Regions from separate parts of the Oryctolagus cuniculus genome. Here region 2 is linked to region 1. A link is a contact called in public Hi-C data. All regions are on one chromosome and are shown on one strand. Each heading gives the region's core, a stretch centred on a gene start, on an enhancer-like site or on the middle of the called end of the contact. The rest is flanking DNA. Distances are from core to core; before and after follow the strand shown.

Region 1 (7,634 bases), core at 3,189-5,688:
TGCCCCAGTCCAGGTGACTGGCTGTCCCTGTCAGTGAGGCTTCAGGACACATTTGTTTTTGAAGGTCAGAGTGTGGGAGCTTTGCCGACGTGGGAAGGCAGACTGCAGATGGCCTTTTTGTTTTCAATGAGACCCTTATCTTACTTTCCCAAACATCCCATGTTGCAGGCAGGTAAGACAAAAAGCGAACTAAGAAATGATCTCCATGAGGCAAAGCGCAAGTAACACAAATGCAGACAGCGGCAGTAAATATAACAGCATGCCACTGCCCGCCCAGTCGTAACTGGCATTCAGTTAACCAAATTTGTATTTGTATTTGCTTCCATGTCCCGTGACAAATAATAACAAATGCTCTCTCATTGAGCTCTTTGGGGCCCCAAGCTGCTAAGTTGCAACCATTGTAAGGAAGCCCTTCTGAGTTTTAGGGTATCCTGCCTGCCCTGAGTTTCACCTGATGGATAGAGGAAGACAGCCAAGACAGGATTCTGGCAGAGGAGCCACTGGCCGGTGAAAAACACACCATCAATGATTATTATTCTTCCTGTGGCCAGTCAGCAGCAAATTGTCACCAGTTGGAATCTGCTGAATGTTCCTACATACAACCTGATGTCAGCTCAAAGAAGGGAGAAAACTGTTTTCCCCAGTGTGATCAGACACACACAAGTAGGGGTTCCTATTTCATCCCAGTGCCCCGAATTCCCCTCAGTCAGAAAAGAGTGATTTTTACAGGGAACCCTTTACGTTCAGACAGTGCTGGTTAGATGGTATGTGTTTCAGAGAGATCCAAGGCCCAACGTGACTTGTTATTCTTTCAATTCTAAGTTGGAGCCAAGCAGCAAACTCTAATTATGAATGGGATCTTGACGGCTTTCTCCTTCCCGCGGACTTATCAGCTACTGTGAAATATTAGATACGAAATTTAAGTAACGCTGACTAGACTTGCTTTAGCCCCTAAAAGCCAGGAAATTAATGAAAATGTAAATGCTGCCTCTTTCATACAGAATGTGCCTTTAATGCCTATCTCCAGCAAGAGACAACAGGAATTGAGGATTTCGCTGAGGGTTTGATGGCTTTTGCCTGCTTGTCATAACTTTATTGCTACTTAAACACAGAAATTTAAATGCCCCCACTGAAATCCTCTAGTTTACTTGTGCCAGCATATTGTAAGCTTTGTCTGGGGAAACCTCTGAATCCAAACACATATTTACACCCTTTACTTGCCAAATGAAATCCATCTGGTTTACCAAATGCTGTTGCCAAAAGAATGCTACATTTTCGGTCTGGCCAATATTTTCAATGCAGACGAGGGGAGAGTGGTGTTGAAAATGCTTTGGGTTTGGGAGAATCTGCTTGTTTATTGATGTCACATTACTGAAGTATTTAGATGAGTTTTAGATGGCATGGCAGCTCTGACCAAAAATAGAATCGTTGCACAGGGCACAGTCTACAGCCACAAGGGCCTGAAGCAGCCTTGCATCATGGCATGGTACTTTCTTTCCCTTCTGACTGCTTTTCAAGCATCACAGCCACATCATAAGCAAGAGTGCAAATAGCAGGTACTCTGATTTCTTGTTTTCTAACAACTCCCATGAGCAGTAGGAAACACCACTCCTGTTTTCTGGTCAAGATGATCAGTTCACATAAATTGTAAACATATCCCATTCAAGGATTTTAAAAGAAAAAAAAGTTTCCAAAAAATGGCGTGTAGCAAAATTCTCCATCACTCATAATCAGTGGTAAGGCAGGGCCTCCTGACTTCAATTGCTCAGAGATACGGAGAGTTCCAAACCCTCATAAAATCTGCTCCCCACTCCACACCCACTACGGCCAAATTGGGAATTAATTTAATCACTAGAAAGCATGACATGGTGTAAATTCTCTTACTGCTCTTGTTGGAACCTAGTAATGTGCAAGTTAATATGTAATTTAGAAATAAGCTTCCTTCCTGCTTTTTTGGTGGAATGGCTAACGTTTCAATAAAGAGAGAGAATAAGGTAATGACCAGGATCACCACCAACCAGATACGCTGCCACAGGAGAATCTCCCACTTCTATGATAATTTTGAAAACCTAGAGAAAAAGGAAGACAATGTAAGAAGGTCTCCAGTAGCTTTGAATATGCCTTGGGAAATGAGTTTATTTTACAATCAAATACACTAGTTGCCTCCACCATATAAATATTACCTGTATTTGGTTTCAGATTTTTCATGAGACCATTCAATCTAAATTTGGTTTTGAAATGTATACTTAAATTATTTTCTTTGTCTCAGAAGATTAGTGTATCTCATCTAGCATGAGCCCTCCTTTGAGAGTAAGAGATGAGAAAGACTTCTAAAGGCATTTTGCAGGCCGAGGCTATGATGAAGTTATTTTGTTTGGGATTGGGTATTTACGTAAGATACATTCTGTACCACATGGATTTTTTAAGTCTATATGAGTATTACTCTCCAAGCTAGTCTTAAGAATGAACAACGTTCTCTCATGTAAATCTACACCTAAGTTTTGTGCTCAGAGGCCCACAGCCAGTCTTCCAACTTGGTTATTAAAACACCGTTCACTGAGGAAAAGCTATAAAAAAAATGAGAAAATATCTGTAGACTTTTAAAAACAACTAGAATTCCTTTTTCTCCTTAGTAGTGTTGGAAAATATTTTAATAACTAAAATAATAAAATTTCATTTGAGGCAAATTCCGTGGTATCTTAATTATTACTTCTTGGAATGGGAAAGTTACAAAAACAGTAGCAAATTTGTTGCCTAGAGAAACCGCTGCAGTAATTTCCCTCCACATACTTATGTGTAAAGTCAAAATAAAACCCATGCTGCAAATATTATTTGCATGAAAGCAGACTTGGACTTTCAGCTCTAATAATAGTGGCACTTAGGACTGAAAATAATGGACCAGAAAAATCTTGTGCCTCCTCTGGCAGACTGTGATTAACTTCCTTAAATACTCAATAGATCAGTTTAGGAATCTGTAATGAAGATTTTTGGTGTAATTACTTGATTCGCTTTCATACTTAAAACACTCTGAATTCCTCCATTACCATCTTAATGCTTGAACATCAATAAGTGTATTGAAACTTCATTTTAAAGCACATCTTTGAGTAAGCACATTGAAGTAGTGGTTTCTCACTTTTACTTAAAACTTTGGTGTGTGACTCATTACATCTTGAAGATTTCTGTACACATAAATATTTCTGTATATGGAAAGCTTTTGTCACATGTGGTCATTTATATGTATTGTTCGTTGGCTGTCTTCTAGGTGAACAACACTTGGGGGCACTCTTGCCAATAACAGTTGCTACTGTTTTGTTCCAAGGTAGAGCAAGTGTCAGGAAAATATTCTAAAGGGTCACAAAGAATCTGCAATTTACAAACACTTTCATAGTCTTCATGGACTGTTTACAGTTTTACTTAAAATGTCTTTGTCGTAAAAGTTTTGCATTCATTTATTTTTCCTATTGATTTAATGCCACTTATTAAAATTAAAATGTCTGAGTTGTAATACTGTGTAGCTACAATAATGAAGGTAGCACTGACCTTTGTCTCTAGTTCATAAAGCACTGCGGGATTGAAAAAGCAAGATTCTAGACTGTTGCTTTTTATTGTGCTCCCATCTTATTCCCTCCCCCCATTTCCTTTGTCTGCAGGCTGGGCCAGCCACCCAGTTATCTAGAATAGTCTTCCTCTAGTCACTTATGTCAGACACCTGCCTTCTAGCTGTGCTTGGCAGAGCAGTAGAATGAGGTAATAATCAGAAGAAAATGTTCTGTCTTTTGGCCTCATCCACATACAGCATTATTCAAAACAGTTCTCTGTGGGTGAGAACAGTCGCTTTGAGATCCCTTGGTCTAATGTTCCATAGGGGTCTGGAGGAACAAAACTGTACACTTTTTGGATCCCTTGTAAAGTAATGGAAATATAAATGATATCTGACTAGGCCTGTCCTCTCTGTGATGTTTACAGACATTTAGAGGTATATGTGGAAATGAGAGCCGTTCATTTATAAACATTCCGGCTTCACTTTCCCAAGTTTTCTTAAGCAGAACCTCCATGGTCATTACAGCAGTGTTATCCTAAAGGCAGATTTTGTGAACGATTTCTCCAGGCTTGTGGCAGTTTTTGCACGACAGATGCCCGAAGGACATATGGTTTCCATAGATTTTCCGTCTAGACTAGCTTTATTTAGAGACTTTTGGTCTGAACCGGTCCAGTTAAAGTTTCTGTAGGAGCTTATATAAAAATTCTTGTATAAAAATTTTAAATGTGGGCATACCAGTAAGGTGTAAAACAAAAATGTTGACTTCTTATTGGCAAAGGATTAAAAGAGATTGGCTGAAAATTTCCTTCGGGTTAAGTAATTCTGATCGTTGTATATGCCCACTCATCCGGTCCACCCCACGACGCTGTCCAAAGTGGAAAGGCTTACCCTGAAACTCCAATAGCTCTTAAATTTTGTATGCTCCTCACCATTTTCCTGAGTTAAGTTCTTTGTACTTCAGTTGGCGTGTGTGTGTGTGTGTGTGTAAAGAAAGCTCTAATTCTTTCTGCAGACTTTTTACATGACCCTGGGGACATATGATTCTTTGCCCTTTTAGCACCTATTTTTACAAACACAGCATTTCTCTCATTTAAAAAAAAAAAAAAAGAAAAACTGTGCCTCCAACACACCCCCAAGTGGGAGGCTGAACCTTTAGGAGATTTCTAGTGCTTTCAACCAACAATGAAAATCCCATTTTAAGATGGTTCTTGAGCCACTGTCAGAGATTTATTTAGAAACAATATGACACTTTCACAGGAAAAGAGTAACTTCTAAAATTGCCCAGAAGTCTGCACTTTCTTCCTCTTGTAAGAGCCTGTCCCCCTTTAACTGCATCAGAACGAGGAGACTTGTGGAAAAGAGAAAGCATGGGCAGCTCTGTCCCCATCAGTCCCATCCCTTGGCTTCTCGCTAAGCATTTAATTGGACTTACTCACATATTTGTCCACTGACATGGCAGCTTGCAAGGCACAATGCTTCTCTGTTTTTCTGTTTGCTCTGAAAGTTTTTCGTTTTTAAAATTGGAGCTCTAAGGCATGTTAGAGCTCCTCCTGCTGGATTTTCTTTTTATAAGTGACTGGGATTGTAATTGGTAAAGGGCAACTCTTTGTCTCTGTTTTTAACCACTTGAATTGATCCAAATGACCAGAAAAAAAAAAATAACAAGTGATACCCTTAAAACTGTCCCTTAATGCAAGGGGCAATATCAAGATCAGGCAGACACTGAAAAGTTGGTACAGCACAAATCTCTAAGTCTCCAAATTCCTCTCGCTGTTTATTTTTATTGTTGCTAAGAAAATAAAATAAAAGGAATTGGAATGTTAGCTTTTCTATCAACACTGTTGCTTACATAGCCACGCTCTCTGAGGAAAGGCCCCAAGTCACACTCTCGGTCCTTGCTGTCCCAGAAAGGCAGAAAAAGGATCTCCAAATATCACAGGGCAGAAATGAATTTTATAGCCCTCACCCTTGCTGCTTTTATTTCTTTTCTCTCCCTGAGCTGAGATGGCAAAGGAATGCATGTCTCATAAGTGGAAGCTGGACTTTCCTTGTGGTTAGTTCTCAGCTCTTCTCCTTCTTCTGCCAAGTGGTGGGAGTCTGCCTCCCCCTCTGCTGCAGCCTGGGGAGGGAGGGGAAAGTCAGAGAGAAAATAGAAGGTGAGGAGGATCAGAAACAGTTTTACCCACCACCATCTATGGAAGTAGTAGGTTTCTACAGAAATTAAGTTCTGGGAAGTCTCTTGGAGGGGGTGGGCACATGGGAGTGGAGAGAACGGAAAGAAGGAAAGGAACAAAGGGAAAGAGGGAGGGAGGGAAGAAGGAAGGGGGGAAATAGGAGGGAGGAGGAGGGAAGCACAAAAGGCACAACGAATCACTGGAAAGGCTGTTATCTAACTCCATTCACAGCCATGTGCTTGAAAAACCCATAAAAAACGATGGCCCCTCTCTGTGTAACTTTCCCACACTGAGTTCTTCTTAACTTCTGCTTCTTTGCATCACTCTAACCCTTTTCTCTCTCCACTTTATCTATGGTCAATGTTATGATGTGGAGGCCAAAATATAAAAAAATTAATCTCAAAAGTAATGCTTTTTAGAAATCATATTTAAAGGGGCCGGTGTTGTGGCATAGCAGGTGAAGCTGGCACCTGCAACACACCAACATCCCTTATGGGCACCAGTTCATGTCCCCGTGGTTCCGCTTCCAATCCAGATCCCTGCTAATACACCTAATAAAACCAGCAGAGGATGGCCCAAGTGCTTGGGCCCCTGCTATCCACATGGGAGACTTGGAGGAGGCTCCTGGCTCCTGGCTCCTGGCTTCAGTTGACCCAGCCCTGGTTATTGCTGCTATCTGGGGAGTGAACCAGTGGATGGAAAATCTCTCTCTGTCTCTGTGTGTGTGTGTGTGTGTGTGTGTGTGTGAGGGGGTATTTCCCCCTCTCTAACTCTGCCTTTCAAATAAAAATAATAGATAACTATTTTTTTAAAAAAATCATCTTTAAATACAACTAAAAAACCTCTAAGTTATCTGTGTTATAGTTTTATTAGGACTGTGCACAAAAGAATTATTGGTTGCCTGTGATCAAGAATAAGACGGCACTTGATTCCACAAACTGGCAGTACTTTCCTGACTTTGTTTCCTTCACAACTACCTTTCCTATTACTGGAATGCCAGTCCCCTCAATTCTCCTGGCTTTCTGGCAGTCCTGATAACCCTATGGCCTCCTTCCAACTCCAAGCTGAGACTGTAGGCTTCCTGAGATTCCTGCAGCCCAGACCTGTGGTGCCACTTAACCCCACTGTTGCTGCCCTCTTTTGCTTTCCATCTCAAGGAGAAGCTCCTTTTGAGGAGTGACTGTCTTTCTTATCTCTGCGTCTCTAGCCCTTTGTACAGAGCCTAGCATAGAAGTAAGGCTTAGTGAGGGAATGAAAGAATACAAAAATTGAGTTGACTTGCAATACTTAACCACAGTTTGTCTTGGAATTAGCCCAATGCTTAGTATATTTTATGAACCAATTTAAACACATTGTTTTGTTCTATTCAATTGAAAACAATGCCTGAGTGACTGTTACTAAAAAATTATTTTTTACAAATCATAGACTGAGCAGAATTTTACTGGGCAAATCATCCTCCAAACTGCCTTTTTCCCATAACCACAGAAGTAGACATATTTGTGCAATACCTCTTGGTGAAATCCAAGTCAGCTATTTAGGACAATGCAGAGAAAATGTGACAAGGCAGATTGCACTACAATTTGTCACAGAGACTACTTTACACAGGATATTACATATTTGTATCATTAAATTAAATGTGGACTTTTTCTCCTTATGGTTTTATTTTCAATTCATTAATTAATTCATATTTTCCCAGTGACATACATTAGAAAATCTTGGGTTCATTTTCACAGGGAAAGAAATGCTTCCTCTAATATGTAGCAAGAATCATTTTAGGGAATTCCTTAAACCCTTTAAGTAGACTCCAAGTCGTTTATTCTTTCCAACATCTACTGCAAACTGTTCTTGGACAGTACTGGCTTACTCTGTTACTGAAACCAAAAAGGCCAAAAATATGCTGGCTATCGCCCTCTAGTTTT
Region 2 (7,634 bases), core at 2,042-4,541, 120 kb before region 1:
ATTTCACTAGGAAAGTGCTGTCTCCTTTGTCAGTTAAGTTTTTACAAGAAGTTGCCTTTGTGTTTTTCCTTGTGGTTAAAAATGTGCAATTGCTTGTTTTGCAATAGGTTTTGTTCTGTTGCATGCAATTTTCTCTTTTATATATTTTTCCCTTAAAATTAAATCCAGTAAAATGTGAAAGAAAGAGAAGTGAAATAACCTCACAGCTGCTTAGTTTTCCTGGAAGGCAAAGACATCTCAATTTTAAAGTTAGTTTTAAAACATGAAATCACTGTTCTTTGAAACAGCTGTCTAGTCAAAAACTCCTTTGTAGTGTACATTTTTAAACAACAATTTTTAAAAACCACAAGGAGCTCTGTAAAGATTTCCTTTATCTGGGTTGTGAATTATTTTTGGTCTTTTGAGTAACTGTTGAAATTATGAAACTTACTGGAATAAAACAGATGTCTGTTTTTGTTTTGTTTTTAGAGGAAGAGGGAAATATTTTGGGATATTGGGACTCACTGGGTACCTCGACCAACCATGAAGTCTAAAAATTTGATTGTTAATGCCTCATCTTTCCATTCACCATCATTTTTTCTACCTAATACCAGAATATAAACTTTGTGAAGGGAATGGCGCTGTAGCACAGTGGCTTAAAGCGTTGGCCTGAAGCACCGGCATCCCATATGGGCGCCTGTTCTAGTCTCAGCTGCTCCTCTTCCAATTCAGCTCCCTGCTATGACCTGGGATAGCAATAGAGGATGGCCCAAGTCCTTGGGCCGCTGCACCCATGTGGGAGACCCGGAAGAAGCTCTTGGCTCCTGGCTTTGGATTGTCGCAGCTCCGTCTGTTGTAGCATCTGGGGAGTGAACCAGCATATGGAAGACCTCTCTCTGTCTCTACCTCTCTCTGTAACTCTGACTTTCAAATAAATAAAATAAATCTTTAAAAAAATGCCTGTCATATAGCTTCTTAGCAAATGTTTATTAACCAAATGAATAAAGGATGAATACTTTAAGAACCATTCTACAGAACAACATGTAATCAGATCCATAATTCATCTTCAATTCTATCTTTTATAGAGATATTTGGTGTGGAAAATTCCCTAATATAAGCTTTGAGGTTGGAGATGAACCTAAAAATTGCACTGTTTTTATTGGTTCACAATGGATCTTTCATCCATGATTTTATGTAAATCAACTCTAGTATTGTTTATACTTGTACCACCTTTGATAGTAATAAATTCTATAAACAGCAAGTATTAATAGTTCAACCCAACTGATTTATAAATAAGGCACTGGGAACAACAAAGAAGAAGTAATTTACCCCGTTAATACTAACTGGGAATTTGAGTTGAGGCTGTAAGAATGAATAGAGGTTGGCCAGGTGGTGAAGAGGTCTAGAGGTCAGAAGCAACGGGACATGCCATGGTTTGAAGGGAGAAAAGGGCATATCATGGGCTTCTTGGCCTCAGGACCATCACAACCATCACCAGCATCTTACTGCTTTCATATCACTTTCTCATGCAAAACACATGTTGCTAGTGAAATGATTAATATTTTAAAATGATCTTGTGACTTATTTCCTTATAGAGTTCCTTGTCACCATTATGTCAAAAATGGTTGGGTATACCTAAAATGGCTTCCTTAACCAAGTCACAGAATGATCAAACTTCCTGCAGGATAGAATTTTACCAACTTTTTGCAACAAAGATGTTGATTTTGGGCTATAAGCAATTTTGTGCACAGGATGTGTGTGGGTCCGCTCATTCTGCTGTCACTGAAGGTTGGCAGTGAGATGCCTCACAACCATAATGGAGGTGCTTCCCCTAGCTTGGGCTGGGAGGTGCAGCATGCCAAGTTCACACACATTGTATGCAACCCTGTCCACAAAGGTCCAGACTTCCCTGATGTACCCAGGGCATCCTTATGGGGCCTCAGATAGAGCAGTGTAGATCTATATTTCCATGGTAAAAACTCACACTAAACTTTTCAAAATGAATTCAAGGAGGAGCATGCATAGGACTTGACATGATTTAAACAATAATATCAAGAAGTAATAATTTTAAAATATTTTGGAAAGCTATTTTGGGGGGACCTACTGAACACAGCCATTGATAACATGACCCTGCCAGTTCTTTCATTCTTTTAAAATGTTCTTCTACCCTGTTCTCTTTAACAGTATCTTAATATCAATATTAAAACTTTCAAAAGACATCTCCCTAGTCCCAGACTCTAAAAATTCTCATGTAATTCTTCTAGGTGCTTGTAAACTAAGATGAACCCAAAACCGTCCATATTATTCCAGAATTTTTGGCTTCTTGATAAACACTACACCTTCTGGGATTAGATTCTACTTCTGTTCTCATCATAGTTCCTCATAAATTTTTGTTTTGCAGAAATTTTTAATGAGTTATAAATTACTATTATTGTTATTATTATCGCATCATTAACTCCAATGAAAGATTCCACACCGAGTGATTCTCGAGTATAGTACACGTTGAAGGTAAGGGCCATACTAGTATGGACTGGGCAGCATTTGTTTCCCTAGCATGTGATAAGGCATGGCATGGAAAGGCCAATGGCCACTTCATATTTATTCCTCTCATTTTAAAAATGCTGAGTTTAATAAACAAGACAGACTTAGGATAATTGTGGTTCTCTCTCTGCTTTCTTCACCAGTTGCCTTTTATTCCATTCTAAAGTCTTTCATTCATTGCTTTGGGCTAAATGAAGTTTGGATTGCAACAACAACTCTTTTTTTTTTTTTTTAATGACATTGTAATGTTGGCTAATTTGCCTGCTATTGGTTATGCCCAAGTAGACGCATGACCTGTGGCTGTTTGGCTTGTCCTCTTGTGGGAAAATAACTTATTGAAGCTAATAAGCTGTATTAAAATAAAATAAATTCACATGGCACCCAGCATCATAGCCACATGCTGTATGGTTACTTATTATCCTGAGACACCAGCTCCACATCTCCAACTGCCTACTGGGCATTTTCACTCACAAGGCCTTCTGTGGCTTCCTCTTTAACCCATCTGAAACCAAACCCATCACCACTGTTGGAGTTTTAGGGAGCCCCTTAATCCTACCCTTTTCTTGCCCTCCCTTGTTGAAATGGTTGCTGTTGCTGTTTTTAGAAGCAGTACACAGGAAACAAACAGATAAGGCATGGAACAAATGGATCAAATTCATGGCCAAATGTCTAGCTCATACTTCAGCTCTCAGTAATCACAACCACAGCTGAGAGACCACAGGCCTCTACCAGAGGGCAGAGCTCACCAGAACATCTTGGAATGGGAGAGAAATGCCTGTGTCCTGCAGGCACAGGCTTTCTCAATTTCTCCTTTGTAACTCACCATTCAAATCAGTTAGTCTTCTTCCTCTTGAGAAAGGAAACAAAGAAGACTGAGGAAAAGGAGCCATGAACTGAAGTCCCTTCAATGAGCCAGGAGATTAAGTTCCCACTTTCTGACTGATCTCACCTTTTCTATTTTTATTTCAATACATTTTTAGTTTTTATGACATCAGATTATTTTAGCATTTGGGTGTGATGACTAGTTAGATAGTAAGCTTTGTGTATTTTGAAAATTTCTGCCATTTAAATTGTAACCTACCTCTTTTTTGACCTTTCTTCATCACAAATAAAACCTCCATGGTTATAACCAAAATTCATACTTTCAGCTCTTTTGTTGTGACAGTTATTACTGCTGACATGGATCTGGCACCAGGGCCATTGGCAGCCAGAGGAGGTCAGGACTAGTGGTGACTCAGCAGTCTTCTGCAGCTGGACTTACAGTAAATGTGTTTTGCAAGATTCTTACATATTTTTCTAAAGATTTTAAATTTAATTTTATTTTAAAATATTATTTGTTTTTATTCTTTTCTATGTCAAGAAAAGGAAATGGCATAGGTCAAATATCAAATCAACTCAATTCGAAGAAATAATGTCCTGTTGGGAATGAGTCAATTCTCCAATTTGAAACATTTCTAATGATCTTTAAAGAAAGCATTGAAAGACAAGAAAAAATATTTTAATGAAATGAAGGATCCTAAGCTTACTTAGGTGTTAATGATTTCTTCAGTTTCATTCTTTCACTGGAAATTATTTACTAAACATTGGTACTACACTTAGGTTCTATGAATAAAAACATATTCCCTACTCACAAAATTTACATCATGTAATAATGGAGATTGATAGCAAATAATAATCATCTGATTACAGCACTTACTTGTATCTTCTGTGAGAATTTAAAAGAGTGACATGCCAATTTAAGAATTCAAGAACAGTTTAAACTAATTCTAAGTGTAGAAATAAGGAGAAAGAAAGATTGTACCAGGCAGACTGCATAACATATGCCAAGACCCTGAGGCAGGAAGAAGCATTGGTAGCTAGTGCCTGATGAGTAAGTCAGGAACCAGATGGTTTTCAACCTTGTTAAAATTGTGATCTTTATCTTATGCAGTGGAGAAACACTGATAGGGAGAAATGTGGTTAGATTGGGCTGTAGAATGGAGAGTAGGGGGTGGAGCAAACGCAGGTATTGGGAATTTTTTGTTGTGATCCAACTGAGGGGTGATGGCATTCTGAACTACAAAGATGAAATAGAAGAGTCATTGAGGGCTAATGGAGGATGCATTGACAACACTGACTGGTAAAAAATGTGTAGGGGAAGAAAAGGGTATCATTAATAACTTGTATGCATCTAGCACAAGCACCCAGCACAAGCACTAAATTCTATTTAGTAATATGAGGGAACGTTGGAGAGCAAGAAGATTTGAGAGTAAATCAAGATTTTGAGATTAGAGGTATCAAGAGGCTATACAGTGGTATATCAAAAAGTTTGGTCTTTTTCATACTGTTGAATGGTGGGGGAATAATTCTAGGATAGAATAAGCTTGGGCAATCCTGCATAGCACATTTTGGTTTTTGGAAATTTAGAATATGCATTAATCTATTACTTTTCTGAAAAGTCCTACATGAAGGACATAAAATTTCACTTAAAATTAGAGAAATAATTATGTATAAAGCTCTCTGAAACCAGAATGATTTTGAAGCAAAATTTTATATTTTTTGCGATTTATCCTGTAGATGTTAGTCATTTGGGATCTTGTAATTGTGATTTTATATTTCTTAGCAATTATGTCCATAACTGTTCTTTACAAAATTACTATCATAGAAGTATAATTAGTATTCCTTAAGATGATTTAATCTGATTTGTGAAATCATAAATCTCATTCCTAATTTTGCTTTTCTCATCTTTTATATTACAGTTGCATTTCATTTTATGATTCATCAGAGAGAAAGCTGTTAAATTTAACAATGATATGCTTGGTTTTCCATAGTTAATTCATGGCTTTATAGTATCCTGTATTGTGTTTTGCTTATTTTTATAATTTTGCAAATTTTGAATTCAATGCCAACAAGGTAGTTTTGTTTTCTTGATTTTCATAATAAGCATAATGATTTTTGTTTGTGAATAGATTTTTTGGTTGCATGTCCTGTGTGTCAATCCTACATGTGCAATGTCATTTGTTTCATATGTAGTATGTAATTACAGTTCATGTTTTGCTATTTGACACAAACTTTCTTGGAGTTTTATTTTATTTGAAGTGGCTTGGTGGTTCTCTAGATGTGAATCCCTTGGTCCTTGTCTGTAGGGTAACAGGATCACAGTCCTCACTGGAGTGGATGGAGGAAAGAATGAGAGGGAAGTGATAGAAGAAACAATTCAAAAAAATTTAAGGAGTTTTTCTGTCAAAGCAGATAGAAATACAGTGGTTCTTGGGAGTAGAACAAGATTAAGAGAAAGTGTGTGTGTGTGTGTGTGTGTGTGTGTGTGTCTAATTGGTCACTTTTAAAGCACACTACTGTGCCATATGGATTATCTAAGCAGTTGAAAGGGAAAAAATGTTGAAGAGAAAGGGAATGATTGTAGGAAGAAAGTCCAAGAGAACATTAAGAGAGATTTGGGGGCCGGTGCTGCGGCGTAGTAGGTAAAGCTGCCACCTGCAGTGCTGGCATCCCATATGGGCACTGGTTCAGGTCCCAGCTGCTCTACTTCCTATCCAGCTCTCTGCTATGGCCTGGGAAAGCAGTAGAAGATGGCCCAAGTCCTTGGGCCCCTGCACCCATATGGGAGACCTGGAAGAATCTCCTGGCTCCTGGCTTTGGATTGGCGTAGCTCTGGCCATTGTGGCCAATGGGGGAGTGAACCATCGATGGAAGACCTCTCTCTCTCTCTGCCTCTCCTTCTCTCTGTGTGTAACTCTTTCAAAAAATAAATAAATCTTAGAGAGAGAGAGAGAGAGAGAGAGAGAGAGATGGGACCCAGTGCATAAATTGAAGATATGACCATCCATTGTGCAAGGGAAAGGCAGAGTCTGTACTTGCAATACAATCAGTCTGATGGATTTGTTAGAAAGGAGATCGAGCATTCTCATCTGGTCTTGTCTGTGTATATTTTCCCTATGAAGTAGAAGCAAGGTTATCAGTGAAGTATGAATAGTAAAGGCTTTGTTTGAGATTTGAAGGAAGAAAAGGTGTGAAATGATAATCACCTGGTTCAGTGAGGAAGCATATTTTCTACAAAGTATAATAGGGACATTTGGAACAGTTGGGTGCCTACTTATCTCCAGGTAAGAATTTGATGTGTGGGGCCTATGTTGTAATGCAGTGGGTTAAACTGCTATCTGCAACATCAACATCCCCTATCAGAGCTCTGGTTCTAGTCCTAGCGGCTCCACTTACAATCCATCCCCCTGCTAATGTGCCCGGGAAAGCAGCAAATGATGGCCCAAGTACTTGAACCCTTGCCACCCATGTGGGAGACTTAGATGGAGTGGCTCCCCGCTTTGGCATGGTTAAGCCCCTGCCATTACAATTACAGCCATTTGGCAGATGAACCAGCGGATGGAATCAATATTTCTCTCTCTCTCTCTCTCTCTCTCCCTTTCAAATAAATAAAATAATTCTTTTTTGTTTTTTTTTTAAAGAATTTGAAGTGTGTGCTGTTAGAGAAGTTATAGTTTTTCTGTTGCCTTGTTTAGCGACTTGGATCAAGGAACTAAATAAGAAAACAATCTCACTGGAGTTTCAATAGACAAGTAAAATGAGAAGGGAAAATATGATAAAAGGAAGTTCACAGGTCTTCAATAATGTAGCATTAGTGACAGAGTGAATGCGTGCAGAAATGGAGACATGAGGAGGGTTATTACTGGTGGGAACATCAGCAAAACTCCACAGTGGAGATTGTTCAGATTTTCAAAAACGGAAAGCAGAGTGGAAATTTTTATTGATGGGTTTATCATCAATGCCCTGCTATAAAGTTTGTAGTGGATATAGGGAATGTTTACAGTTATTTAGAAAATATATCAGTGTTCAATAGGAATTTGCTTTGAATCTTGAAAAACACATTGAACCAGACTAACTCTAGTTTTTAAATAGAATTAAGTAGACATAATATACTTAGACTTTGATAAAAATCTTTTGGCATATACCTGAGCGAAAATAGAGAAACATGACAATATAGCACATATATGATAGATTTATAATTAAGTCTGAAGTCTCATTGATATTTATGTATTTATTTCAAAGGCAGAGTGAGAGAAAGATAGAGGTTTTCCATAAGCTGGCCTACTCCCCAAATG

What was found. A called contact is a pair of places that touch in the nucleus more often than the background predicts.
Region 2: a Hi-C map of skin fibroblasts shows a contact between it and region 1, with 2.1 times the contacts expected there. The contact joins two enhancer-like sites. A contact is called at or near these places in 2 of 6 Hi-C or Micro-C datasets (skin fibroblasts and an unstated tissue).

The regions. Positions count from the first base shown.
Region 1 is chr7:26,069,100-26,076,733 of mOryCun1.1, reverse strand. All of the region lies in intron 21 of DNM3 (dynamin 3), which reads left to right. Among named protein-coding and RNA genes, the nearest start is that of C7H1orf105, 23 kb to the right of the region's middle. Within about 2 kb of position 4,438, at least 2 of the 8 cell types and tissues checked have an H3K27ac peak or open chromatin away from gene starts, as enhancers often do.
Region 2 is chr7:26,185,353-26,192,986 of mOryCun1.1, reverse strand. The region is part of intron 17 of DNM3 (dynamin 3); the gene reads left to right. Among named protein-coding and RNA genes, the nearest start is that of C7H1orf105, 140 kb to the right of the region's middle. Within about 2 kb of position 3,291, at least 1 of the 8 cell types and tissues checked has an H3K27ac peak or open chromatin away from gene starts, as enhancers often do.